2 separate regions of the Pan troglodytes genome follow, and region 2 is linked to region 1. A link is a contact called in public Hi-C data. All regions are on one chromosome and are shown on one strand. The core of a region is the stretch at or near the end of the contact, and the rest is flanking DNA. Distances in the headings are between cores, read along the strand shown. Region 1 overlaps FAF1 (Fas associated factor 1). Region 2 overlaps FAF1 (Fas associated factor 1).

Region 1 (2,655 bases), core at 82-2,581:
AATTATCATGATGAACTATTGGTATGATTTTGTTGTATTCTTTGATAATAGCTATAATTAAAATTAAAATGAACATGGTGGCGGTAATATATGCCATCAAACAAAAGTAAACAATGCCACTAAAATATATCACAAGAATTAAATTTAGAACTACAAAAACATAAAAAGCAGGTGATGTATATTCCTAAATTTGATTCCTTGTATCCTAACCCACATAGTTTACAATAAGAACTAATTATTTCACAGTCTTAGTATTCCAAATTACAGTACTATACATGAACAGCTTTAAGGATAAGGAATAACTATAAATTTGTACAAACTGGACAGGTTTTTTTAATCTCATAACTTTGGTTAATAATCAGAATTATGATAACAGAACTGTGTGAAAATATTGTTTGAAAGCATATTCCAAAGTAAGATTATTAATTATACAACTGCAATTCACACTTAATGTACTTTATTACATTACATATTTTTATAGGACCATCTAGAGATTTGCAAAAAATGGTTGGCTCAAATAAATGGTTCTCTTTTAAGTGCATTTTATCCCTTTAGGTTCACACAATAACAGCAATATATTTTTAAAGTATATATTTTACTCAAAAAATACATAAGTAAGTCACAAACCAAAAGCTAACAGATGTGTGACTTCTAATTAGTTATAATAATCTCTGCTTCAATGCCATTAGAATGAGCCTTCCTTTTCTTTTGAAAACTAAAAAAGCTTTCCTTTGAATTTTAAACTGTCAGGGTGCTTCAAAGTCAATGTACAAAATCTGCTTTGATTAAAATTTTAGACATCTACAGTGATAACTTTATGAAAGGAAAATATTAAATTATAATTATCCTAAACAGACACAGTCTTGTGAAACTAACCCTACATTCATGTTAAAACACAAAGAGTTGAATATAATGAATTTGATTCATCCTCGGACACAAAGCTTCACCACAGTAAACTCAGTCAACTGTTGCTCTTGCGCCTATATTCATGGTGCTTAAATAGCGCACTTTAAAACAAAAAAAACTCCAATTGGCTTTTCATACATCCACCCTCCCCAAAAATAACGCACTTGAAAAACTCAAATGATATGAAAGGCTTCAAGGCCTCTTTTCTCCCTTTCATACCCCCCCTTTTTTTTTTATTTCTGTTTGCAGTAATCTGCCTTTCTCTTTCTCATTGCTACAGAGCAAGCGAGGAGGCTCAGAGCTTTGAAAAGGGGGCTCAGTGTGTAATGGGTCCACTAGAATTAATTTACTTGCACCAAATCCATTGAGCACAGAGGTTCTTTTCCCCCCTCTCTCTCTCTCTTCTCAAATCATTTGGAGTCGAACGCAGCCCCCGGCCTTTGTAATTCTAGTAAAGCACTTAAAGTGCACAGTAGGTGTTCATGAGGACCATCTGGTCAAAAGCAAAACAAGCTGCTGATTTTGCCTTTGAATAGAATGAAGCAAGTGTGAATTAGTCTCTTCAATTAGCACTATTACAACCTGTCAAGTGCATATTGTAAAACAGGATTATTACAGTATTGGTCACCAGTGCAATTATTTACTCTCTGCCTTTTCTTGCATATAAAAAAATCTTATGTTTATTAGTTTCTGATAACTGAACGTAATTTCTCTTAACCCAGGCATTTCAAAACTACCAACACATAAATCACAGATGATGAAATGTGGTCAGCTATCATGTTTGATACACATATCTTAAGTAACAAAAGGCTAAAGACTGTTCTTAATTCTTAAAATGTCATTGCTTCTATCGTCTTGAAATGCAGGTAGACAAATACTTATATGGGCCAAAAAAGATATCCAATCCAGATTATTCTAAAATAGTTCCAGAGAGGGGAAAAGACTTGTCAGTTCCAAAGAGCTGCATTATAAATATTAAATTTATTACTTCAGGGGATAATTTGTTAAGAATCACAGGAAACCTCAATATTTATAAAATGATCCCTACTGATTTATATTCATTTGAAGTGGTATGATTTCAACAGATCTCAGTTTTCAAATGCAACTTGAAACTAATAATATATATGCATATTTAAAAGATGCATAATCGTCTTTTCTGAAAGCTGAATAAAGGCTTGAATTCACTGCCCAGTTGCAGAAGAAATTATCTCTTTCATTCTTGCTAAAATGTCATTCATGATTTCAAATTTTAAAAAATCAAACTATAATATATGTTAATTAAATTGGTTCATTCTAATTGATCCAATATATGCCATTTATCTTGCAGTAAAAACAAACCACTTACACTTTTAATTAAATAAGCACACAACTTAATTTACCCTCTTGCATATGCACATTCTCAGTTACCCTACTCTTACTTCAGTTCTGTGCCAGCAACCCCAACCCTCCCCATACTGGAAAACAAAACAAACAAACCAAAAAAAACACCCAATACTTTAAAACATTTACAGAAAGGACATGTTAGTTAAGGAGTTATAGTCAACCCACTACTAGAACATCAATAATTAGCACAATCTGTGAAAGACTACATATTTTAATTACTGTTACTGGCCACCAGCATTAAAGGAGAATAGTCCAAAATATACGCTAGTCAAGCAAGTTAAGAAAGTAGCAAGTAGAAAAATAGACACAACACACAAAATCCGACGTTAGGTTCAAATGTTCAGAATCAGAGTTAGCCTTATGATT
Region 2 (2,655 bases), core at 117-2,616, 79 kb before region 1:
ATAAAGCTTAGTTTGCTGGGATATGAAATTCTTGGTTGAAATTTATTTAAGGATGCTGAATATAGGCCCCAAATCTCTTTTAGCTTGTAGGGTTTGTGCTCACAGGCCTGCTGCTAACGGGGTTGTCTAGCCTGATTGGGTTCTCTCTGTATATGACTTGACCATTCTCTCTAGCTGCCTTTAAGATTTTTTCTTTTACATTGACCTTGGTGAATCTGATGAGTACATGCCTTGGGGATGGTCATCTCATATAGTATCTAACCAGGGTTCTCTGTATTTCCTGGATTTGCATATCAATTTTTGTAGTGAGATTAGGGAAATTTTCATGGACTATATCCTCAAATATATTTTCCAAGTTGCTTATTCTCTCTCCTTCTCTCTTAAAAATGCCAATGAATAGTAGATTTGGTCTCTCTCTCTCTCTTTTTTTTTTTTTTTTTTTTTTTTTTTTTGAGACAGAGTCTTGCTCTGTCTCCCAGGCTGGAGTGCAATGGCACAATCTCGGCTCACTGCAACCTCTGCCTTCCAGGTTCAAGCGACTCTCTTGCCTCAACTTCCCAAGTAGCTGGGACTACAGGTGCCCACCACCACGCCTGGCTAATTTTTGTATTTTTAGTAAAGACAGGGTTTCACTATGTTGGCCAGGTTGGTCTTGAACTCCTGACCTCGTGATCCGCCCGCCTCGGCCTCCCAAAGTGCTGGGATTATAGGCGTGAGCCACCGTGTCCAGCCTAGATTTGGTCTCTTAAGATAATCCCACATTTCTTGGAGGTTTTGTTCATTGTTTTAAATTTTAAATTTAAATTTATTTTTGTCTGAATGAGTTGATTTGAAGAACCAGTCTTTGAGCTCTGAGAGTCTTTCCTCCTCTTGGTCTATTCTGTTGTTCATACTTGTATTGTATTATGAAATTCTTGTAGTAAACTTAGCAGCTCTAGAAATTCAGTTTGGTTCTTTCTTAAAATGGCTATTTCATCTTTCAGCTCTTGGATCATTTTGCTAGATTCCTTGGATTGGGTTTCAATTTTCTCCTGAATCTCAATGCACTTCCTTGACATCCAGATTCTCAATTCTGTGTCTGTCATTGCAGTCATTTTGGAATGGTTAAGAACCATTGTTGGGAAACTAGTGGACTTGTCTGGAGGTAAGGGGACACTGGCTTTTTCAACTGCCAGAGTTCTTGTGTTGATTCTTTACGTGTGGGTGAATTCTTGCACTTGGTTTCACAGGTGTATATATTAGCAGGATAATTTTTGTTTTTGCAGTTTGAGCTGCGATCCAGTAGATGGTGCTTAAGAGTAATGGCCAGTAGCTAGGCAAATATCCAGCCACATAGATCTTTTGTACTTTCTTGCATTCTCAGGTGTGCTCTGTGGTGTGGGAGGGAAGGAGATGGCTCCCTCACCAGGTCTGCTTCTGAGCCTTGGGGGTGCCCCTTCCAGTCACTGGCACTGTGCCCACATTTTCTTTTGTTAGGTGTTCCGGGCCATGGGGCCCCCTCAGGCAGAGGCTGGAGCAGGGAGATATGCCGCACACTTTCCGGACCAGCCCTGTGGAGGGAGGCACACCCTGCTCCTACCCTAGTTCTCAGTCCTCTGATGGTGGGGGCTCCTCCCCTGCTCAAGTGTTGGCCTTAGATCTTGGCTCCATACTCCTAAGCTACATGCCACAGCCCTGGAAGTACCAGGAAGTCCCACAGCTCAGGGTGGGGTTATGGCTGTGCTGGGGTTTCTGATGTGCTCCTGAGTCACTGGGAAAATACTCAGGAGGAACAATGCACTCTGGCTGGGCTGCAGAGGGGGTGCTGTGTACACACTCCTGCAAGGCAGCTAGGAATGGGCCTTCGCAGGAGCCAGTGAGCAGGAGGGCTTGCAGAAAAGATATGCCCCAGTCTTACGGGGAAGTTAGCCCCGATCTTTCTTTTTTTCTTCTTCTTCTTCTTTTTTTTTTTTTTGAGATGGAGTCTCACTCTGTAGCCCAAGCTGGAGTGTAGTGGCGGGATCTCGGCTCACTGCAACCTTCGCCTCTGGGGCTCAAGTGGTTCTCCTGCCTCAGCCTCCCAAATACCTGGGACTACAGGGGCGCACCACCACACAGTTAATTTTTTTGTATTTTTAATAGAGACGGGGTTTCACCATGTTGCCCTGGGTGGTCTCGAACTCCTGAGCTCAGGTGATCCACCCGCCTCGGCCTCCCAAAGTGCTGAGATTACAGGAGTGAGGCACTGCACCTGGCCCAGCCCCGATCTTTCTTAGGTTGGAGGTTACCTGGGGCCAGCACCTCCTAGAGGAAGATGAGGAGCCCTGGATGGTGGGTGTCTATGGCTAATCTCTGCCAGAGCTGACCAGCACACAAAAGCTCCTGGGCTCCGTGCCGACCACACTCCTGTCTGTCTTGCTCCCTAGAAAGATTCCCCTGCTGGCCAGGCGCAGTGGCTCACGCCTGTAATCCCAGCACTATGGGAGGCCAAGGCAGGCAGATGGCCTGAGGTCGGAAGTTCGAGACCAGCCTGGCCAGTATGGTGAAACCCAGTCTCCACTAAAAATACAAAAACTAGCCAGGCATGGTGGCAGGTGCCTGTAATCCCAGCTACTCAGGAAGCTGAGGCAGGAAATCACTTGAATTCGGGAGGTGGAGGTTGCAGTGAGCCGAGAT

Evidence for each region. Hi-C and Micro-C count contacts between places; a contact is called where the count stands out from the background.
Region 2: a Hi-C map of induced pluripotent stem cells shows a contact between it and region 1, with 2.2 times the contacts expected there. The contact joins two enhancer-like sites. A contact is called at or near these places in 2 of 7 Hi-C or Micro-C datasets (induced pluripotent stem cells and stem cell-derived neural progenitor cells).

What each region holds. Positions count from the first base shown.
Region 1 is chr1:180,322,812-180,325,466 of NHGRI_mPanTro3-v2.0_pri, reverse strand. The region is part of intron 7 of FAF1 (Fas associated factor 1); the gene reads right to left. Among named protein-coding and RNA genes, the nearest start is that of FAF1, 260 kb to the right of the region's middle. Within about 2 kb of position 1,331, at least 11 of the 24 cell types and tissues checked have an H3K27ac peak or open chromatin away from gene starts, as enhancers often do. A contact at or near this core is called in induced pluripotent stem cells, where this site is marked.
Region 2 is chr1:180,402,317-180,404,971 of NHGRI_mPanTro3-v2.0_pri, reverse strand. The region is part of intron 8 of FAF1 (Fas associated factor 1); the gene reads right to left. Among named protein-coding and RNA genes, the nearest start is that of DMRTA2, 200 kb to the left of the region's middle. Within about 2 kb of position 1,366, at least 9 of the 24 cell types and tissues checked have an H3K27ac peak or open chromatin away from gene starts, as enhancers often do. A contact at or near this core is called in induced pluripotent stem cells, where this site is marked.